Linked DNA regions of Ovis aries: region 1 is linked to region 2. The links are chromatin contacts, called in public Hi-C maps. All regions are on one chromosome and are shown on one strand. Each heading gives the region's core, a stretch centred on a gene start, on an enhancer-like site or on the middle of the called end of the contact. The rest is flanking DNA. Distances are from core to core; before and after follow the strand shown.

What was found. A called contact is a pair of places that touch in the nucleus more often than the background predicts.
Region 1: a Hi-C map of tail adipose tissue shows a contact between it and region 2, with 5 times the contacts expected there. The contact joins the promoter of ANKRD6 here to the promoter of LYRM2 in region 2. A contact is called at or near these places in 6 of 16 Hi-C or Micro-C datasets (hypothalamus, muscle, omental adipose tissue and 2 more).

The regions. Positions count from the first base shown.
Region 1 is chr8:48,106,644-48,111,035 of ARS-UI_Ramb_v3.0, forward strand. ANKRD6 (ankyrin repeat domain 6) reads right to left here and starts at 2,405. Exons shown (of 15, transcript XM_012182777.4): 1 at 2,225-2,405. LOC121820174 (a long non-coding RNA gene) reads left to right here and starts at 2,569. Exons shown (of 4, transcript XR_006060618.2): 1 at 2,569-2,859; 2 at 2,979-3,098; 3 at 3,265-3,314; 4 at 3,606-4,392.
Region 2 is chr8:47,917,766-47,922,174 of ARS-UI_Ramb_v3.0, forward strand. It overlaps LYRM2 (LYR motif containing 2), which reads left to right and starts at 1,569. Exons shown (of 3, transcript XM_004011274.6): 1 at 1,569-1,637; 2 at 2,115-2,255; 3 at 2,939-4,409. The coding sequence starts at 1,593. The coding sequence ends at 3,019. It overlaps LOC132660241 (a long non-coding RNA gene), which reads right to left and starts at 1,422. Exons shown (of 2, transcript XR_009601633.1): 1 at 1,391-1,422.

The DNA of each region.
Region 1 (4,392 bases), core at 1,155-3,654, 190 kb after region 2:
AAAACACATGCGTGCAAATTACTGTTTTTCCAATTCTTAGAGACTCAAGCAAAGCTTTCAAAATTATAGCCTCCAAGCTATGTTTGAAGAGACTGGGCCTCCCCCATACAGACAGAACACACCCGCGGAGCCTTGCCAACGAAACCGGGGGCAAAGCGTGACAGAGACACTGCTCACCCCAGCACTTTGATACTTTTAGCTTTTTTGTGGTTTGCATCTTACTCTCAATATCCTGCTTTTAAGTTCTACAGGCTCCAGGTTCCTGTGAAAATGGTTATTTAGAAACTTGCCTTCCACAGAGTTTCTCATATCAGATATTAAGTGTGAAAAGCAAAGGGGAAATAAACACAAAAGCCAGACTAGTGGTTCCTCTGGGAGATAAAAGAGAAGTGGAATGCCATGGGGAGGAGTGCTCGGGGCTGCAGGTTTCTAAGGATGCTCTGGCTCTTCAGCTACCTGGGTGTGTCTTCTGGTCTTATTTTTTAATTTGCACTTCTCCATTTGTCGCTTTCTGAATGCACGCTATAGTTCACAGCGGCGGCCCCAGAATTTCAGCATATGCGTGCCCTGGGAGCTGGATGTGTGCCTTGTCTCTAAGCAGAGTTGTCTCTAAGCAAACTGTCTGCTTTTACTTGGATTATGTACTTATCTGGAGAGGCTGATGGGTCTGACTGAGAAGCGAAGGTTAATTTTTGGTGCCACCACTGAACCAGGAGTTAACAAATTGGTATTTTGTTATCACCTTTGGTTGATATCTCCCAATGTGCCATCAGTTGTTTTCCTGGGTTCTTATTCCTTTCCACCCTTCTTCCTCTCTCCCCTCATTTATGACCTAGAGTGCAGAAAACTCTTCTAATTAGAATGGTTAATTTTTTTAAAAATTCTTCATTTACAATATATTAAGCAGCTGCTAAGGATGATGGAAGATAAACAGGTGTAGTCAGCAGGTAGGACACCAGGAGAACCACGGTTGCTATTGCTATTTTAAGGATGGGACCCCCTCCCCACAGAGACCATCAGTACACTGTGGGACCACCATGGACCCGGGTGTGCTCGTATTCATTGCCCAAGTTCCTCCCACTAACATTGGCCTAGTAGATGTTACCTAAACGTGAAATGACTATCCTCATCCACAGGCTCACGGAAAGGATGCCCAACGTTCAAGAGCTCTATGCCAAGCTTTTCACTTACATTTAACTTCTACAACAGTACTACCAGGCTATGTACAAATACACCCAGTTTACCTGAGGCTTAAAAAAGTGAATTTTCCAAAGTCACACAACCTAACAAGACTCATCAAGACTCAGTCTCATAACCCCAAAGGGAACTTCATCCACCACCACTAACACCATCTCATCACGCTTTAGGGAAAACATGCTTGACCCGCTTTAGGAAATTGAAGCCCCTCTCTGGTAACAAGTAATAGACGCCACTTCCCCTCCCTCTCCTCAAATCTACCGAAAGCACCACACTGAAATTTCCAAGACAAGTGTCTGTGAACTGATGTCTCCATTCAGACCAAACAACGTGCTCGCTTCCTCTGGGACATGCCACTTGCTAACTCTTTACAGAGCTTAATTCCAGCCAGAACGGAGCTCCTCCGGGCAGAATAGCCCCCACGGTCCGGCGCCTGCGCCCCTCTGCGGTCCTCGAAGGGGTGAGGGAAGGGACCAGACTGCAGGCACGTCCCAGCCAAGTCCGGTCACTCCGAAGCCGACCGCAGGCCCGGGGACGGCGGGGGCCGCTGGCCACCAGAGGAGACCCTCCTCTTACGCCCCAAGACTGCCGGGTCTCCGCGTCCGGAATACCTGGGGACCCCTGTTCCCCTCACACACACACCCCGACCACCACCACCACTTTCTACAAACTCTTTCAGCTCACTGGAGCAAGAGGAAGGGGACGTACAAAGGCAATGAAGTTCTCTGCCCCCTCCCCCAAGTTCTATATTCTAGGGAAGCAAATGAAGGAAAGCGACAAGGGAGGTGCCCGGGGGAGGACCGCCCCCCCTCCCAACCTCAGGCGACTGCTTCCCCGGAGGCCGCAAGAAAGGCGGCATCGCGCTGGGTCTGGGACTCTCCCCTAAACAGTCAACGATCTGGGGGAGCCCCCACCCGCGACATCGTCCCCCCCGGATCAGAGCCTCACACACACACCCCGGGAGGAGGGGGCTCCGGCCCTTGGAGAAAGAGAGGTCTGGAAAGGACCCGGCGAGGTCACACAGTACCTTTCTCTCCGCGCCGCAGGGTCCGATGCTGACGACAGGGTGGGAGGCGAGGGGATTCGGTGGGCACGGGTTCTCGCTGGCTCCGGCGGCCCCTGGGCCTCGGCGCCGCCCAGCGCCGCCGCCTCCTGCCGCCGCTCGCCAGGCTGCGCTCGCCGCTCCGCAGGTTACCTGTGGCCGAGTCGCCTCGCCCGCCGCCCGCTCGGCCCTCCGCCCCGCCCGCCCGCGCTCCGAGGCTGGGGCCGCAGCGCCCCGCAGCGGCCGGTTCGGGCGCGGCGGCGGCCCGGGGCGAGGTGGGGCCCCCCAGCCCTCCCGCCGGCCTCGCTCTGCAGCCAGCTCCCTGCCCCGCCGCCGCGCCTTCGGCGCCTGCCGAGAGGCCTCCTTATCAAGAGGGAGAGGAGCCAGAACATGCAATTGGATGAGGTTTTCCGAGCCTAGGTTGCCAGGTTTGTTAGGAGGGAGAGGGGATTCGGGAGGAGAAACTATCCTTCAACCTGTGGCCAAGTGTGTATTTCAATGTATTCGTAGTTCACTTAGCTGAGATGTCTCAACGGAAGCGAGACAACAATGATGAAAGATCCAGATTCATTAGAAAGCTGAAGAGAAGAAAGGAAGCCTTTATTCCAAACAACTTGTCGGTTAGTAGCTTGTCGGAAGCATCTTTTAATGAAATAGGAAGCACTGAATGGTCCAGCCTCCTATATTCAAACCATGCTTTACACACTATTAACTCGGTCTGTTTTTGTCTATTTTTCAGTTACTTCTTCCGTGTCTAGAAGAGTTCCCTGAACACACCGAGCGCTCAATAAATTTTTGTTGAATGAATCTACGAATGAGTAGGAAGGATCTCATTCAACCTTTTGAAGAAGCGTGACAGGTATCTACTCTCTGAACACAGGGAGATGGAGAGGGAGAGATTCCGGCTTACCCGAGCTTAATTTTAACCGGATTTTTTTCGTATTCCCTCTGAAATAGACCTGGGAAAAAGAAACGTGGTGATCTCCTACGTTTTCTTAAGATATGTGTCTCCTTCTCTCCTTCAGGGAACATCAATCAGAATGAATCTAAAAAGTACTGTGCACACCAGGGAAGAGTAAGTGTCTGATTTTCTTCCAACTTCCGAACTTCCCCAATCCCAAAGTCATAACTAGAATATTACTCGGCAGGATGTGAAATCTCTTCTGAGTGTCCTTTGGCCTCCTTCAGATTTGTCCCCATCCCTGTCATTCCCCATTACGAGCTAATAGAAGAATACAATTCTTTTCCTTGCCAGTCAGCTCTGAATTTCTCTCCAGGTAGGTCACCAGTGAGGGCTAGGTGATCCCCCAAGGTCAAAGTACCCATTACCTTTTAGTGTGATTGTTTCTTTCTTACACTTTTCCAGATTAAAGGCTTTTCCAAGCTAGTCCATTGAATAAACATCCAGAGATACAGAGTGCTCCATTCCTCCAGGAGGCTTTTATGAGATCACCACAGAGTGGAGATGAGATGGAGTTTGAAGTTGCATTCCTGGGCAGTCAGAGCAATCGCACATTAATCCTGCTGAAAGGAACAGAAGCCAGTCTGTAAGACATTCGAATGCTCCTGGGAGCTGACTGGTCTGCAGTTCTTCCCAGACCTTCAGTTCAGTTCAGTCACTCAGTCGGATCCAAATCTTTGTGACCCCATGAATCGCAGCACGCCAGGCCTCCCTGTCCATCACCAACTCCCGGAGTTCACTTAATTAATGGGAATCCTTGGCAGAGGGGCCTCATGAGAGCCAAAGCAGACAGTGGGTGAGCTGTTTGGAGATCATGCTTTCTTGTTTCCAGGTCGACACACGGTCTTTGGGCATCTCATGAAAGGAGAATCCTAAAGCTCCCTGTGTGTGAGGAAGGCTAGCAGCCTGCAACTTTGTTCTGCCGCTCTGTCCAGTTCCATCACAGCCAACCTCACACATCCACCTCACTACCTTCTCCTTCTGCTTCATGAGGCAAAGTTTGGCTCTACCAATGATAGCTTTTACTACTCTGTTAGAATATTGTTCTTGTTCAGTTGCTAAGTCGTGTACTACTCTTTGCAACCTCATGGACTGCTGCACGCCAGGCTTCCCTGTTCTCTACTATCTCCTGGAGTTTGCTGTAGTTCAAGTCTGTTGAGTCAGTGATGCCATCTAACCAACTGCTGCTGCT
Region 2 (4,409 bases), core at 319-2,818:
CAATATGCTATAAAACAAAATTCTAGGTGGAATAAATATTTTAAACATGAATAATGAAAATTTTTTTAAGAATTAAAGGGAGAAGATGAAAAGAATCAAAATAATAGAAAATACAGTGTATAGAGACTTAAAAGGATATAAAATTTTTTAAATATGGCAAACTGCATATAAAATTAGAATAAAAGTCTGGGTCATCATAAAGGGACCAAAGTCATAACAATCCACAAAATAAGTGTAACTGAAAGTGACAAGGGATATTTCACTAATAGTTAAAAGGGAAAAAAGTGAATTGCTAATTAGACAAGTTTTCAGGCATGCAGGAGACTCAGGTTTGATCCCTGGTCAAGATCCCCTGGAGCAAATGGCAACCCACCCCAGTATTCTTGCCGGGGAAATGACATCGATGGAGGAGCCTGGTGGCCTACAGCCCATGGGATTGAAAAAGGGTGGGTTATGGCATCAACATTATTCACACAATGCCTGGTAATAGCCACTAGGGTGCTTACACGTGCTAGGTTCTGTTCTCAGTGCACTACATACAGTACTACAGTAACAACTCTGGCAGATGCTATCATTTCACTTTAGAAGTGAGAAAACAGGTGGGCACACACACACTGAAGTACACAACTAGGGTTAGGATTCCAAGCAAGCAAATCAAGTGGAGATGCTCAGGGAACGATCCGGTAACTACTGAACATTTAAGGCCATATTTTAATTCGGAAGTAGGAGGGATTCACTAACCTCTTACAGTTAATACACGCCGAGAGCCTACAGAGTGTACTGAGGGGAGAATAAAAACAAGTATAGGGAAATAAGGACTTCCCTGGTGGCTCAGACGGTAAAGCGTCTGCCTACAGTGCAGGAGACCTGGGTTCGATCCCTGGGTCAGGAAGATCCTGTGGAGAAGGAAATGGCAACCCATTCCAGTACTCTTGCCTGGAAAATCCCATGGGTGGAGGAGCGTAGTAGGCTACAGTCCATGGGGTCGCAAAGAGTCGGACATGACAGCGACTTCACTTCATAGGGAAATAAAAGCTTAGGGTGTAGGGGATATTCGTTTCTTCATTTGAACATAGTGATACAAAGTTCTCAAAACTGCAATGGGACAACCACCTAAAACCTTGTAACTAATGACGATCATGAAGACTACAGCGCCAGGAAAAGAGCACGACAAAAATGAGCAGAGCACAACACAAACTTCGAGAAATTAACATTTACAATTTTAGTAATTTTAGCTATATACACTAAATCTCAAAAGGAATACAGTTTTCTCCCTTCACCATCAAAACCCTTAACTTCCATTTAATAGAACAAACACGTGTTGAGAACTGTGCTAAATGCCTCACCACTATTTCATTCTCACAACAATCTAGTACGCAGGAACTCTTACCCCATTTCTCTGATAAGGAAACAGACTAAGACAAAGCGAAACTGCCTCGGGCTTTAGTTCCGACCAATAGACTGCCAGGTTCTACAGGGGGCGCACACGCTGCAGGCCGTCTCCCAGGAAACCGAGTTCGCCCCGCCCCGTCACCCCCCCCACTTCCGCTCCTGCGCGCCGGGGCTTCAGCGAACCGCGCTGTCAGGACGACATGGCCACTTCCCGCTTGCCCCCAGCGACACTAACGCTCAAGCAGGTACCAGCTGTTCTCGCGGGCCAGAAGGGCAGCTTTTCTGGGTCTGAGCTCGATTCTCTACCGCTTCCTCCACCCATCCTATAGAGCGGGACTGAGGGACGACTGGGGAGGAAGCCCCTATGCGCGCCGCACTCTGATTGGCTCAGGCTGGGGGGCGGGGCTTCCCGCCTGGGAGGACGGAAGGCGCTGCGGGGCGGGGTGCTCTTCGGTCGCGGAGGCGAGAGGCTGGCTGAGGTCTGGATATCTAGCCCGGGTACTTCATTGCCTGGTGACACACTATAAAGACTCCTCTGTGGCTTGTACTCTTTAAGGGTTCCTGTATTTGACAAATGAGTAAACAATCCAAGTAAATTTCTTGCCGTTTTCTTAGGGGAAAAAATGGTTTTCTTTCCTCTTTTCAAAATTGAGGACCAAAAAGAAAACCCACTGAACTGACGATTGTGCAGCTGTAACTGCTATTTCTCCTCTCCTGTACAGTTCATGAGAAGGCAACAAGTTCTCCTCCTCTACAGAAGGATTCTGAAGGCAATTCGGCAAGTTCCAAATGATTCTGATCGCAAATACCTGAAGGACTGGGCAAGAGAAGAATTCAAAAGAAACAAAAGTGCCACGGAAGAGGTGAGACCAAGATCACTAGTGAGGGAAGACCCTGGCCCTTTTGTACTGATTAGTGAGGTGTTTTTTTTAAAGTTTATACACTGTCTTGGAATATCTACTGAAATACCGCCAGGCTCCTATGTCCACGGGATTCTGCAGGCAAGAAAACTGGAGTAGGTTGCCATGCTCTCCCTCCTCCAAGGGAATCTTCCCAACCCAGGGGTCAAACCCGCATCTCTTAGGTCTCCTGCATTGGCAGGTGGGTTCTTACCACTAGTGCCACCTGGGATGCTTGATTAGTGAGCTTTTTAAAAAATCCAGTAGCTATCTTGGAATATAGCTTGAAATGATATATCTTGATCATTGCTCTCAGTGTCACTGATTTTTCACTTAACTGGTATTTTAAATTTTACAGTGTTCTATCTATACTCTACAGTGGCATCACCCAACTTTTCTGTTAAACCAAATATCTGCATGCACACACAAAAAGATGATAAATATTACAGCATGGTGGTTTGAGAAGTATGTTTGGGATATATGAAAGCATGTCAGACAATTGTACACCCCTGATTGTTACTTCTGGGCTTTCCTAAAGTACAGCAGTTCCAGTTCTCAGTGTTAATTCTTAATTTTAACAGATGAAATGGTAGAGCTGTACCTTGTTCTACCAATTAAAACTGACCAGATTTCACTTTCTTCTACAGGATACAATCCGGATGATGATTACTCAAGGCAATATGCAGCTCAAAGAGTTAGAAAAAACACTTGTTTTAGCCAGATCTTAACTACAGCATTGTTCTGAAAGGTTTTTAAAGTCTCCATGTGTTTAGTTAAGCTTAGGCTCAATCATGGGCAGCCCAAAGCCAAGTGAAACTGTTTATATGTAGAACCCTTGAGCAAAATATCAGAACATGGAGCATAGCATATCAGAGAGAGAGCCAAGAAAAGTGCATCAGAGCAATTGTCTTAGCACGGAAAAACACCTGGTATTTTGGAAATGTTTTTAGATGTGTCAGCAGTATTTTGTAAGAAGCAAAAATCAGTACAACAGATAGCACATAAAAAGATGTTCAACACCATTAATCAATCATCAGGGAAATGCAAATCAAAACCACCAAGAGATGCTATTCACATCTACTAGGATGGCTGTAATTAAAAAGGGAGGTAACTGCAAATGTTTGTGAGGACGGAGAAATTGGAACCCTTATACATGGCTGGTGGGACTATAAAATTGTGTAGCCACTTTGGAAACAGACTGTCCAGTTGCCCAAAGGGTAAAACAGCATTATTCATAAGAGCCACAAAGTGGACAATCCAAATGCCTATCAACTGATAAGGATTAAGTCAAATGTGGTATACCCATACAATAAAACATTATTTAGCAAACAAAAAGGAATGAAGTACTAATACATGCTGCACCTGAATGAATCTTGAAAACATTATTAAGAGGCCGGTCACAAAAGATTACATATTGTCTGATTCCATTTACATGAATGCACAACTCAATACACTAAAATCTATTGAATTGTACATTTTACATGTATGCAAATTATCTCTCAATAAAGCCATTCCCCACCCACCCCCTGATATTTTGTGTGTAAGTCAGTAAAGCTGTTTTTAAAAACTGAGTTGTAGGGCTGGAGGTGTACTGACCTCAGAGACAGTCTGGAGCTTCCTTGGAAAGTCTGTCTGTGTTATCCCTCAGGGTTTGTTGAGGCATGTCGTTCAGATGTATCATATCTGATACTCAGAGGACTCTCTGAAGAGATCCCCACAGGGAATCTAGAACTTTGTTGGAAAGAGGAGAAAGAGAAACAATGAACCTTCCAAAAAGAAGAGGCAGTTTCTGGATGAAACAAATACAGTTACCTTAACAACCATGTGGAAAGTAAATCATTAAGCAAGCTCCTCAGTGCATTAGATTCTGCCCCGGTAACAGGAAAAAACAGTCTGAAGAATACACTGGATATAAAGTTGACTTCAGGACCCTTGAAAGAAACCAAATGTTTAACAGTTAATTCAGTGAAAGTGAAAGCTCACCGAAGAGGCTGGGATTGGCAGTTCATCTACAGAACAGATCTAAAAAGTTAATCCAAGGATCTGAGCACCACCTGAAAGAAGAACTTTTGAAGGATGATAAAGCTGTGTAAACCTATGGTGGTGTATCAGTAACCT